3 separate regions of the Mus musculus genome follow, and regions 1 and 3 are each linked to region 2. Evidence: chromatin contacts called from public HiChIP or PLAC-seq and promoter capture Hi-C data. All regions are on one chromosome and are shown on one strand. The core of a region is the stretch at or near the end of the contact, and the rest is flanking DNA. Distances in the headings are between cores, read along the strand shown. Region 1 holds the start of Dnajb14 (DnaJ heat shock protein family (Hsp40) member B14). Region 2 holds the start of Slc9b2 (solute carrier family 9, subfamily B (NHA2, cation proton antiporter 2), member 2). Region 3 holds the start of Ddit4l (DNA-damage-inducible transcript 4-like).

The links. Promoter capture Hi-C pulls out the DNA fragments that hold promoters and counts their contacts. HiChIP or PLAC-seq counts read pairs in DNA pulled down with a chosen protein or histone mark.
Region 1: a contact with region 2 is called in an H3K27ac HiChIP or PLAC-seq map of thymic regulatory T cells, with 11 times the contacts expected there. The contact joins the promoter of Dnajb14 here to the promoter of Slc9b2 in region 2. A contact is called at or near these places in 2 of 39 promoter capture datasets (hippocampal neurons and liver), 8 of 115 datasets of contacts at active chromatin or transcription factors (astrocytes, differentiating embryonic stem cells, embryonic forebrain and 5 more) and 1 of 9 other capture datasets (adipose tissue).
Region 3: a promoter capture Hi-C map of hippocampal neurons shows a contact between it and region 2, with 5 times the contacts expected there. The contact joins the promoter of Ddit4l here to the promoter of Slc9b2 in region 2. A contact is called at or near these places in 3 of 39 promoter capture datasets (embryonic stem cells, hippocampal neurons and liver) and 1 of 9 other capture datasets (liver).

Annotation. Positions count from the first base shown.
Region 1 is chr3:137,864,925-137,869,265 of GRCm38.p6, forward strand. Dnajb14 (DnaJ heat shock protein family (Hsp40) member B14) reads left to right here and starts at 2,751. Exons shown (of 8, transcript NM_001033155.1): 1 at 2,751-3,132. The coding sequence starts at 3,000. H2az1 (H2A.Z variant histone 1) reads left to right here. Exons shown (of 5, transcript NM_016750.3): 2 at 209-286; 3 at 596-709; 4 at 1,087-1,216; 5 at 1,462-1,998. The coding sequence ends at 1,523.
Region 2 is chr3:135,305,560-135,309,927 of GRCm38.p6, forward strand. It overlaps Slc9b2 (solute carrier family 9, subfamily B (NHA2, cation proton antiporter 2), member 2), which reads left to right and starts at 2,141. Exons shown (of 13, transcript NM_178877.6): 1 at 2,141-2,222. The region is part of intron 1 of Gm46826 (a long non-coding RNA gene); the gene reads right to left.
Region 3 is chr3:137,621,948-137,626,426 of GRCm38.p6, forward strand. It overlaps Ddit4l (DNA-damage-inducible transcript 4-like), which reads left to right and starts at 1,725. Exons shown (of 3, transcript NM_030143.4): 1 at 1,725-1,936; 2 at 2,185-2,326; 3 at 4,019-4,479. The coding sequence starts at 2,236.

The DNA of each region.
Region 1 (4,341 bases), core at 1,501-4,000, 2.6 Mb after region 2:
CGCGGCGGGCTCGCGGCAGGGGTCGGCGGGGGAGAAGGGCGGGCGGGGGGCGAGCGGCGGCCCGGGGTCCCCGGCGGGGCGGGCGGCGGGCGGCCGAGCGCGCGCTCGCTCGCCTCCAGGACGCGCTGTGGTGGGGGAGGGGCGCGCCGCCTTGGTAATTCTATCTTCTCCGTCCCTCCCGGGCTCGCGGGCGTCGGCGGCGCCGCAGGCTGGCGGTAAGGCTGGAAAGGACTCCGGAAAGGCCAAGACAAAGGCGGTTTCCCGCTCGCAGCGAGCCGGCTTGCAGGTGGGTAGCAACTGCCGCAGTCGGGTGACCGGGCCTTTATGTTTGCACCCCCCTTGCTTGTTTGTCTGCACCCTCCATGGGTGTTCCATCTTAGCATGAGTGATGTGTCGCGACTTGGCCCTGCGGAGACAGTGAATACTGGGGTTTGGGGAGGGGGGGCGTCGGATCACATGTGTGTTAACTGGCGGGGCGCGTTGGTGCACCACCACCGTCCTTGGCTTTGGCGCGCACATCTTATCTTAACGAATTTCCTATCTTTGTGCATTTTTTTTCTTGTTTGTTCGTTTGTTTGTGTGCATAAAAATCAAGTTCCCTGTGGGCCGTATTCATCGACACCTGAAATCTAGGACAACCAGCCACGGACGTGTGGGCGCGACCGCCGCTGTGTACAGCGCAGCCATCCTGGAGTACCTCACCGCAGAGGTAAGCGGGAGTACGCCTGTGATCTGGAAAAGCTCTGGGGGGGCGGGGGAAAGTGGCGAGAGAGGAGGAAAGTGATGCAAGAAAACTCGCAGGCCCTAAGAGCGGCGCGCAGACCGAGGGAGCGCTAGAGGGAGCTCGCGTTCAGCCGAGGAGGCTGCTGGGCCAGAGTGTGCTGCTCCTGCAAATGCAATTGCGTGCCCCTTCGGGGTTTTTTGGGTGGTTTTTTTTTTTTTTTTGCATAATTCTGCATAATTTTATCATTCAGGTAGTAGGGAATGACAACAGTTGGTAAATAACACCATTGAGGTTCAAAGATCTTGATTGAAAGTAAGTTGGAATATTGATCATCAGATTTTTATTTATTTTTTGCCTTTTAGGTACTTGAGTTGGCAGGAAATGCGTCAAAAGACTTAAAGGTAAAGCGTATCACCCCTCGTCACTTGCAGCTTGCTATACGTGGAGATGAAGAATTGGATTCTCTGATCAAAGCTACCATTGCTGGTGGTGGTATGTCATCCCTAAACTCCTAACATTCTATTTAAGAAGAAAATTCCTACACTCCCATTGTTTCTAGAAGAGATTTCAGTACAGGGTGCTTTCATGGGGTTTGGCTTTCCACTTAGTTTTTGCTAAGATCATTGTTCATCCCTCAAGTTTTCACTTTGTATATGAATTTTACCTGCTTTGAGTTCATGTATTGTTTTTTTAAATGTTTATCCAGAAGGTAGACTTAATCTGTGTCCCTCTCCTAGGTGTCATCCCACACATCCACAAATCGCTGATCGGGAAGAAAGGACAACAGAAGACTGTTTAAGGATGCCTGGATTCCTTATTATCTCAGGACTCTAAATATTCCTAACAGCTGTCCAGTGTTGGTGATTCCAGTGGACTGTATCTCTGTGAAAAACACAATTTTGCCTTTTTGTAATTCTATTTGAGCAAGTTGGAGGCTTAATTAGCCTTCCAACCAACCAAATTTCTGCATTCGAGTCTTAACCATATTTAAGTGTTACTGTGGCTTCAAAGAAGCTATTGATTCTGAAGTAGTGGGTTTTGATTGAGTTGACTGTTTTTAAAAAACTGTTTGGATTTTAATTGTGATGCAGAAGTTATAGTAACAAGCATTTGGTTTTGTACAGACATTGTTTCCACTCTGGTGGATAAGCTCAATAAAGGTCATATCCCAAACTAGCTTTAAACTTGCTTAATAATCGGGACTTACCTTAGATCTCACTCAGCAACAAGTACATTCTCTGCTTACTAATTAAACAGTGCATCTGTAGTCATAACCCCGTGGTACTTTTGTTGTTTCTTTGTATCATATGACCTCTTAGGGTCTTAAAACTTGGGAAGAAGCTGGAGGTAACTGCTTTTGGCGTCCCCCCCCCCCCCAATTGACAGTTAACTAATGTGAAAGGGCCTGTATCCTAAGGTGGGACACAAGTACAGAGACCCTCAGGGTACAACGAAAGTACCTCCACCGAATGAACTTCGGATATAATTTGCTTTTAGTGACCAGACACAGGTGTGAAATGCTAGTCACATCTTGATTCATGCCAAGCATGTTCCATTATTATACATTGACCCCTTTCCCCTCCCTGAGCCTTAAGACATGTATCCTAATTCCTGGAGCAAATCAAACAGAATAGGAGGTGCTTAAGCAGCCTATGTGGATGAAAGAACTTCCTGCCTTACAGCTGCTTTAACCCAAAGAGCTGCATTGTACCTGCCAGGTGGCAGGTGGGTCAGATGTGCCGCTGAGAAGGGCTGGGGAACTGCGGGGGTTGGGGGTTCCAGGGCTTCCGATCCAAAGCAGGAAGCGCCTGTAGGACGAATCCATGCGGCAATCACTCCCTAACGGAGGCCCAGGGCTTCCCAAGACCTAAGGGCCAGGAGGCCTGGCCTCTGATCCTTGTGGATCTGGTCGTGAGGGTCCCTGTCCCCACCCCGGTGGCGCGGAAGGCGGGCTCCGGGCCACACCGGAGCCTAGGGGCCGGGGCGTCCGCGCTCCGCCAACCCACGGCCTCCCCGCCCTCCTCCCGGGTTACCGCGTCGGCTTTACGGTCCGCCAGGCCCGGGAGGGACGCGGCTGGCGCCGCTGCGGCCGCGGGGGGCGGGGAGGCGGCCGTGAGGAGGCGGAGCTGCGAGGCCGCCCGTCGCCGGGCCGCCGCCGCGGTGCCCGCTCCTCCCCGCGCCGTGCCGCGCCGTGCCCCGCCCGGCCGCCTCGCCTCCTCCGCGGCGGGCCCCCCTCGCAGCTGCGCGGCCGCGGACACCGAGGCAGGCGCGAGCCATGGAGGGCAACCGCGACGAGGCGGAGAAATGCGTGCAGATCGCTCGCGAGGCCCTGAGCGCCGGCAACCGCGACAAGGCCCAGCGCTTCCTCCAGAAGGCCGAGAAGCTGTACCCGCTGCCGGCCGCGCGCGGTGAGCCCCGGCCCCCGCCGTGACCCCGGCCCCCGCGCCCTGCGCCCCGCCGGCCGCGGCCGCTCCAGCACTCAGGGACACAGGCGGGGCGCTGTGGGGTGCTGGGTGACGGGTCCCCTCCCCAGATCAGCCTAGGCCCCTGTGAAGTGACAGGAGCGGGGACTCCAGCGGCTTCTCGGGCTTCACCATCCCCGGGTTCTGTAATTTGTCCGTTCCTTAAGCAAGTATCTTCGAATACCTTAGATGACACTGCTTTTCCCAGGGAGGAGAGAGCCCTTACAAGACAGCTCCACTTTCGAAAGGGATGGTGAAGTTATTGATGATTCCTAAATAGTGTCTGGTTTGATATGGCACCGTAAGTACCCGCAAGTTCGGTACATCGCTAAAGAGTAGGCTATGGACTTACCCTACTTTAATTCACCTTATTCATTGTCTAACTCTACAGTCAACACAACACTCACAAAGCGCCACGAGTTGTGCCTAGTATTTTATATGCCCCTCTTATTCCTCAGAAAAGTACCGTGTTATTTGACCATGTGCAGAAACTTTTGCCAAATGAATGAATGAATGAATGAAATGAATGAAAATACCTTGCCCAAGGTCGTATAGGAATGGGCAAAGTCATAATAGGCACTGAGTTTTAATCTCTACAAGGCCTTTACTACCGTTTTTTGGTTTTGTCTTTTTTTTTTTTTCCCATGCCCATAGGATGACATTTAACTGTTGTTGAAAGAATTTCCAGGTTAAGAGGATTAAGAGGAAACTTGATAAGCAGCCCCCTGTTTTAATTTATTGTTTTCTTAATTCTTTTTACATCGTTGAAGCCTTTTATCTCTGCTGATTTTCACTTTACCTTTTTGTTAGCATTGGGACAGGGCAGGAAAAGATAGTGAAAGAAAAGTTAATTGTAAAAAGTGTGAAATAAAAATTATCATTTTTAGGTGTACAGTTTAGTAGTGTTAAGTATTTTCATGCGTACCACAGGATCGGTATTTTTTTGTTTTTTATCTTACACCAGTTAAGTAACCCCCTGTACTCTCCTGTTTCCTGGTAGCTCCCTTGCTACTGTCCATTCTCATAGACTAGTCTAATTTGGTACCTGATCTATGTGAAATCGTACAGAATTTGACTTTGCATGTCTGCATTATCTATTTACTTACTAACTTCAGATTTCATCCATATTGCAACCCGCGACAGATTTCCTTTTTT
Region 2 (4,368 bases), core at 891-3,390:
TACAAGTGGTTTCTTTCAGCTTTAAGGTTGTGTGTGCAAGCTGTTTGTTGTTACCTCAAAAGATCATATCAAAACCAGCTCCTTACTCTCTGCCTTTTCTCAGAGAGACTGCATTAGCCAGGATAACTGTAGGCTCACAGTGAAGGGCTAACTCCACGTATGAAGATGGTGCAGATGATGGATTTGAATCGAAATTCACAACAAATGGGTGCTTGGACTAGCTCTGCCAACGACTCCCATGATAAGGTCGTTAGCGCTCTGGTCAGGTGTTCCACGAGCAAATGACAGACTGACCCAGCCACCCAGCTTGCCCTGTCCTTTTTGCTTTAGTTTCTGGTCTTTGTTTTTAGAAATCAGCTTCTTACTAGGTAGCTCACACTGGCTTTTATCTCACCATTCCCCTGCCTCAGGATTGCTGAGGTGCTGAGGCACAATATAGACTGTGCCACCATGCCTAGTTCTTTAGTTTATGAAATTAGGAATTTAGGCTAAATGCTTTGACTTTTGTTTGTTTTGTCTTGGGTTTTTTTTATTATTATTATAATCAAAATGCTGTAACTTCTTACCTAGTGAATGAATGAATGGAACAGTGGAGTTCCTAGAAAAAGTATCTACTCAGGACCTCTAGGACCAAGTACCCAGCACAAAGATTTATTTGCTCCAGAGAAACAGAGGGCAGGGAGTAAGACTCAAAGATAGGAGATAAAAGACAAGGGAGAGGGGGCAGGGATATTTATCCCAGAAGGTGATCAAGGACTGCCTCTGGATAGAGAGGTGACAGATGTGGCATACAGGAAAATGGCAGTTTAAGGTACAAGGGGAAACCTCATGTTAGGATGAAGTGTTTAATTTTAATCAGGCATGTTAATTAGATGAACCGAAGGGGCTTTCAATTGCTGGACTTCAATCCTTTGATAGTTGGACCTTGGTAGTCAGCCTCAGGAGAAAGAAGTGGCCAATTAAGGGAATGAGCCTAGGTGGCTAGCTTTAGGAATGGAATCTAATGGTTTTAGCAGTGCAGAGGGAAATGCCTGAGCCATGCTTGCCACCTCAAGCTGACCAGAGTCCCTTCAGGAGTAGAGCATCATGTGTGTTGTGAGCAGGAACACACATAGTTAAAAACAAATGAATTCGTTTAAACACAGTGACCTCTGCAACAGAGAGATGTTCCGTTACTTCTGTCAGAGCTCAGAGGTTACAAGCAATGAAACCAGAGTGAATCTAGCCCAAAAGTTCAATGTTTTCCACTCACGCCAATAAAATCAAGGCATATCAAATGAACATCATATGACCAAAGGGTTGGGGGAGGAAAATATGTCTTAGTTCTGCAGGAAGAGGAAGCCAATGAGAATGGAAATTTTTGCAAGTTTTAGAAAATGAGTTCGTTTTAGGAAAAGAATCATTTCATTTCCTCTGAGAAAGGGTACTGGATGGAGCCTAGGTTCATTCGGAGGATTTCTGTCTGGAATAGAAATGTGCTTAATACACCTGCATGCTTGAAATCCAAGACTGAACTTAGCACTTGCTCAAAGAGTAAGACCAGATAATGGACGAGAGCAACTCCTTTGAGATGCTCATAAACCCCCACTTGGACTTGGATGTATCTTTCTGCTTGGGAGAATTTCATCCCCTTACCCCTAATATTTAAAATCTATGTTAAAATCTCCTAACAAACTCCAACTCCGATTTAAACGGGGAGGGGGGGGGAGGGAGGAAGACACCAAACTGGAAGTCAGAAATAAAAAATTAAATGGCTGATGGGAGGGAGCGTTACAGTAAAACAACATAGCAAGAGGCTCACAGTGACAGACACTGGCCCAAGGTTTCACTCCGCCATTTGTCACCTGAAGGAAAGAACCCTGCCTGTGAGAAGACACTGAGAGTCCTGGAATTTGCGTCGGATTACAGAATTTAGGAGATTCAGGAACAGTGAGAGAGCCTGCTGCTCTTAGCCTTGAGAGGTGGCCAGAGGCTGCTGGAAGCTGGGGCGCGTGGGCCAGGGTCTCCCTCTGGCTGAATGAGCAGAGCCCTGAACTGAGAGTGTGCCCCGCCCTGCCCCTCCCTGCCCCGCCCCTCCCTACCCCGCCCCGCGCCACTGGACCTCCCTGTTTTCCGCCGGCCCCCAGCCACAGCACCGCCCTAACCTAGCACGCCTTGGTAAACCTAGGCTCAACTCCCACTCAACGGAAGCCAGGAGGCCTGCGCAGACTGCCAGCAATGAGGTGAGTAGCACCGAGCAAACAACCCATGCGCATAGCTGGTACGGGAATGTGTGTGTGTGTGTGTGTGTGTGTGTGTGTGTGTGTGTGTGTGTTCGAGCGGGGGTTTTCCTTGTTTTTGTTTTAGCTCTCAGTTTTTGGACTGGGTGCTGAGGATCTTCAAGTCTAGACCCTAGACAATGTGATGCCTGCTCAGAGCACGTGAGCTGTAGCCCTCTTACTTGCCAGGCATCAGCTTCTTGTCACACACTTGCTCAGACTCCGGTGAGATTGATTTCACCAAAACATTAACGGCAGGGAGCTTTAAGCCCCCAGCAAGTAAGGTGGACCGTGGAGCAGTTGCCTGGAGCAGGTCTACTCTCTTTTCCCTCTGAGACGGCCCCGCCCCTTAGCAGATACAGATGCTGCATCGTGGGTGGGTGCTGGATTACCGATTCATAGGTTTGAAGGTTCAGCAGACACCTGCATGTCTTCTCTGAGCTAAGCAGGCACAGGAGATAATCACGTGTGGATTGCATACCGTTTCCACCCTCCAGGAGTTCAGAACGCAGCTCTGGGATCAGAGTATGCCTAAACAAGACTTTAGATCCTGAGCATGCACGCTGCTCTGGGGACGTGGGCAAAGTGACAGCCCCCTGTAACTGTGATACACACCAGGAGCACAAGCAACATGGGGAAGAAAGATGTATTTCATATCACAGGCTCACAGTCCAAAGAAGGGAATTTGCGGTAGACACTCAAGGCAGGAACTAAATAGAAGCTATGGAGGGATGCTGCTTACAGGTTTGCTCTCTATGGCTACCTCGGTTTGCCTTTTTATAGGCTCCAGGACCGCCATGGGGACCCACAGTGGTCTGGGCCCTACCCCCCAACAAACATTAGTCAAGAAAATGTCTTGTCACACTTGTCTACATGCCAATCTGATGGAGGCATATTATTAATTTAGATTTCCTCTTTCCAGATGACTCTAGTTTATGTCAAGTTGACAAAAAACTCACCAACCCACTGACTAGGGCATGTTATATATTTTCTGGCATAAAAAGTCTTTAGGGTTACAACCCCATCAACTATATTCTCAGCCCTTTTGGAGTACCCACAAGAGGAATTAAGAATGAGCCAGAAGGAGAGCTGGAGAGATGGCTCAGTAGTTAAGAGTCCTGAGTTCAATTCCCAGCAACCACATGGTAGCTCACAACCATCTCTAATGGGATCTGATTTCCTCTTCTGGTGTGTGTGAAGACAGAATTTAAAAAAAGAAAGAAAGAAAGAAAGAAAGAAAGAAAGAAAGAAAGAAAGAAAGAAAGAAAGAAAGAAAGAGAGAGAGAAAGGATAAGCCAGATGTAGTGACTCACAACTTTAATTCCATCACTTGGGAGGCAGAAGCAGGTGGATCTCTGTGAGTTTGAGGCCAACCTGGCCTACAGACTGAGTTCCAAAACAGCCAGAGCTATATAGTGAGACCATGTCTAAAGAAGAAGAAGAGGAGGAGGAGGAGGAAGGAGAGGAAGAGGAGGTGGAGGAGAAGGGAAGAGGGAGGGGAGAAGGAGGAGGAGGAGGAGGAGGAGAAGAAGAAGAGGAAGAAGAAGAAGAAGAAGAAGAAGAAGAAGAAGAAGAAGAAGAAGAAGAAGAAGAAGAAGAAGAAGAAGAAGAAGAAGAAAGAAGCAGAGAGTAAGCCAGAGGTGTTAGTGATAGTGACCCCATGAGGCCTGGATCCTAGATCTTACATGCAAAGTTTCTGTGTGAATGTGGAAATTAACACTCATTCGATTCTTGCTCATATTCGTGTCCACAGCTTTTCTTCTGGCTGAGTTTGGGTGTACATCTCGAATTTAGCAAGCAGATGCTCTGCCTGAGCCTACAAAGGTGCTGGTGCGGGGGGCCCCTGTCCACTGAGACTTGCAGACTTGGTTTTCCAGTGTTAAGTCCTCCGCCCTCTTGTGACTGACAGGAGGCAGTTGGAGGTGTGAGAGTGGGGGTGAGGTGGAGTACAGGCCTGTAATCCCTCTCTTCAGGAGACTGAGGCAGTACAAAGACTGCTTAAGGCCAGTCTAGGCCACGTCGTGAGTCCCTGTTTCAAAAGTTGAGGGAGGTAGTTGGACACTGACTTGGTTACTTTCCTATTGCTGTGATAAGACACCATGACCAAGGA
Region 3 (4,479 bases), core at 475-2,974, 2.3 Mb after region 2:
ATATGGGTAAATTGCCTTCTGAGATAAAAGCCCAGAGAGTGATATAAAATTGTAGCTAGGTGAGCCAAAAGTAAATACCACATTCTAGAACTTTCTATAACTTTGTCCCGGTGGAAGTATGAATTATGCCTAAATACCCGAGTGGAAATGCTGCATTTTCTCTATTCTACCCACGTCCATTCTGATCACTTACTATCATAACACTAATAACATTCCTTGAAGCAGGGAGGACGCAGCTGTCATTAACAAGGCTGACTAGATAAGGACCAGCGGCTCTGTAGCAGCTAAAGGACCCATTCTAACCGGCTTAAATGGGATTGCTTGTTTTCCACTTTTGTTATTAAAATAGAAGTGGAAATCTGCTTTCCCCAGCCTATCAGCATCCCGTGCCTGAGCCTGCCTGACCTTGAGCAGTGCAGCTGCTTCGGGAGAGTTAAAAATGGACCTTCAAGCTGGCTTTAGTTTCTGTTGCTCTGCCTGCAAGTGTCCTCCCACTGATCTGTTTATCACACTCTCTTTACCACTTTTGTTGTTGTTTTTCCTTCTGAGAGTTTTTTTAGCCTGGACAGCGGATCCTACTTCTCAAGGCCCTAACCTGCAGGTCCTTCCTTGCACGTGGGGACCCAAAGTGTGCGGGAGTGGTGCTGGAACCTGGCCTTGAATGAGGTTCACCCTCACCCCAAGTATCTCGGTCTCTTCCTTTTCTGATCCACCTCAACCATCTCAGCAACCTCAGCAACCTCGCTGGGAACGCCCACCCATTGCAAACCCTGTGCCACTGGCGCAGGGCAGCAGGAAGGGTGGCTTAGTAAAGTTAGAAGAAAACGTTTGGCATCGTGCTTTTAGTGGTGTCCCAGACCCTCTGTTCCCTCTTGCTCAAGACTCCCCGGAAAGAGTCGCAGAGCTTATCCTAGCAGGACAACTCTTTATTCTCATGCCCCACAAGCTTTTTAAAGACCACTAAAGCTTAAACTTCTTCCCAAACAAGCCCACCGGGAACTTTTGCTTCTGGGAATGGCAATTGCTCCTAACTATCCTGCGGCTGGAGCAGGCAACTGAGATCCTGTTAGTGGTTTTGTTTAGTTTCTTGGCACTGGCCCTCTTCAATTCAAGTTCTGTGCCTTTCGAAGCCAGGTCTTAGAACAGGGCCAGGCTCGCCCTGGCCGCGGAGAAAAACGGTTTAGTCACAGATGTAGTATCCCCAAAGATGCCCCATTGATTCCTGAGTGCAGCTGAAGCTAGAGAGCCCTTACCACATCCCGACCACCTGCGGGGAGACTGGGTGCGGACTGGAGCTGATGGGTTAGAGTCAGAACATGGGCATAAAGGATGCTCACAGAGCACAGTGTCAACTAAGCCAAATACTTATTCAGAATGACACAGCAAAGTTTTGGGTCATGCCTAACAGGACCTGGAGCTTCTAGCTGCTTGAAAAGTTCCATAGCCAAAACCTGAGCAGTCTGAGCCTGGAAGCAGGCAAGCTGTGGGCAGGGGCTCACGCCAAAGAATCTAGGTTAGTGGCCGAAGGGAGATGCTCTTTAGGAGGGTGACCAGTGGCCAACTCAGGGTGACCAGTGGCCAACTCAGGAAGCAGCAGGTGTCCGCCCAAGGCGAGGCTGATCACCAACTCCCAGGGGCTTGCCTGGGCCCCTGCCTGGGAAGGAACTGAAAGGTGACCTGACCCTGCAGGGGCGGGCCGGGGCACGGGCCCGAGCGAGTGGCGCAGGTGGGCGTGCCGGCCAGGAGGAGAGGCGGGACCTATAAAGCGCTCTCCATTCGGGAGGCGGAGCGGCCGGGTGCAGCCTGTGCTGGTGGGCGCGGTGGCCCGCAGCCTTCGGCTTGCTGCAGGACTGTGCAGGGGACCACTGTCCAAGCTTCGGACTACTGAGGGGCGCCTGCCTCGGTTTACCCTTCAGCGTCTGGTGAAATCCGGCAGGTGAGCGACCCGAGGAGGCGGGATAGGGCAGGGTCGCTTCCCAGTTGTGCTGACTTTCCAGCTACTTCCAGCCTGTTGGCTTTAGTTGGCGCCTCCGCTCCTAGGGCTTTGTCAACTTGAGTTGCTAAGGCTGGTCCCTCCCTTTGGAAGGGCAGTGCCCGGGCTAGTTCGCCCTGGCGATGCCGGGACTCTGAGGAGCCTGTGCACTTCTTGCGTGCTTTTGCAAACTTCTCACTTTTTCCTCCCAGCGCCTAGGGAAAGATCCGTTCTGCTCCGCGAGGGAAACAGAGCCGTTGACCATGGTTGCAACGGGCAGTTTGAGCAGTAAGAACCCGGCCAGCATTTCAGAGTTGTTGGACGGTGGCTATCACCCTGGGAGTCTGCTAAGTGGTGAGTCTCTGGGCTGTCCACCTCTTTCCTATCCGAAGGTTGCGGGGCCCCTCTCTAGTGTAAGCGTCCCTGCCTGAGTGCGCGAGACTTCATCTCCTCCTAGAGACACAGAGGACTATGAAACCCATCTGAGATCTCTTTCTAAACTTCCTTTGCATTGTCTGCCCACCAAAAACAAACGTAAGGGGAATAATGCGTTGTTCCAGTCTGCTAAGAGGCTCTTGGGGATGAAGTTCCCTATCTCATGGTTGGAACATTAAGTGTACAGGCTGGGTGTGTTTAAAGACATGCGCTTACTTGTGTAGCTAGCACCACCACGTCCGTCCCCCCTCCCCCCCCCCCCCCAAATTCTCCCTTTTCTGTTTGCCACCTAATCCTTCTCTTTCCCGTCTCCAGAAGACCATCCTTCGGCATTTTGTTACCACGTTAGTTTTGCTTTTAGAATGTTAAATAATAAGTGTATATGCTCTTCTCAGTTCGGTTTGCTTTCCCACCGTGTGATGTTGTAGAGTTATACACTTACCTCATCAGTGAGTTCCTTTTCGTTGCTAAGTAAGATTCTATTATGAAATGCACCCACTGTGCATTAATGTCAGAAGAAAACTTGAACAGCCCTGGTTCTACAGGAATCATCATTTGCAACTTGAAACGTCAATTTCTAATCTGACAGACTATTCAACTATGGAAGAGTGGTGTGAGCATATATTAAGTGGCTTAAGCTCTTTAGATTTTCTTCATCTATAAGATAATATTATAATTCTAAATTTGTCTGTCTTCAATGTGGATAAAAATACAGATATGATTTGGAATCTATTTGTTGGAATTTAAAAAATAAAACAAAAAACAAAAAACAAGCAGTGCCCTCTAAGTGAGCTAATGACATAGAAAACCAGGAGAGGAGAGGAAGGCTCGTGGCCGCAGTGTGGCATGGCACCCGGCCAAGTAGTAGGATTAATTTGGAAGGTAGGTGACCAAATGCAGAGCTATCTTTTTTCCTCTGAGTAAACCTAACTTTGTTTTCCTGGGACTGTTTTGTTTTGCTCAGCTAAGAAAAACTGACCCAGCCCGGTTATAAATAAACTCAGGAACCTCAAAAGTCCTCTCTCCTCTGCGAGCAAACTTGAATCAAACAGGTCAAAGCCAACACTGGACCTCCAGGCCATCCTAGTAAGGACTTCTAACGAAAACTAAGGCTGGTAGATCATTAGCATTGGGACAGGCTCACTTTACAGCGTTTGAAACCATTCTGCACGCCAACGGTCCCTTTGTTAAGCAATAGTGATGATTTTTATTCCAGATGTTCTGCATGGACTTGTGAAAAAAAACTAAAATAAACTTGGAAAACCCTACAGAGAGAGCAAGGGGGAAAGGAGATCACTAGTAATCTTGGATGACCTTGGACAGATTTTTGCCACATAATCCTCAAGACTACGGGGAGAGAAGAAATTGTAAAAGAGGGTTGTTTTAACCTATTCATTATGTTTATCAGAGTCTTTAGGGCATAGATGAGCTTTCAGTCCTGAAAGGTTAGAAGGCCTGTTCTATTACCTACATGGTTAACAGCAAAATTGAGATGAGAGAAAGCAGTATTAAAAGCAGGTAGATATGAAGCTAGAAGTGGCCAGTCTTACTATGCCAGTAAGACCTCGTACACCTTGCTTCTCTGTTCACTAAAACTTTCATTTCTTTCAGATTTCGACTACTGGGATTATGTTGTCCCTGAGCCCAACCTCAACGAGGTGGTATTTGAAGAGACAACATGCCAGAATTTGGTTAAAATGTTGGAGAACTGTCTGTCCAGATCAAAGCAAACCAAACTTGGTTGCTCTAAGGTCTTGGTCCCTGAGAAACTGACCCAGAGAATTGCTCAAGATGTCCTGCGGCTCTCGTCCACGGAGCCCTGCGGCCTTCGGGGTTGTGTTATGCACGTGAACTTGGAGATTGAAAATGTATGTAAAAAGCTGGATAGGATCGTGTGTGATGCTAGCGTGGTGCCGACCTTTGAGCTCACGCTTGTGTTTAAGCAGGAGAGCTGCCCGTGGACCAGCCTCAAGGACTTCTTCTTTAGCAGAGGTCGCTTCTCCTCAGGCCTTAAGCGAACTCTGATTCTCAGCTCAGGATTTCGACTTGTGAAGAAAAAACTGTACTCCCTG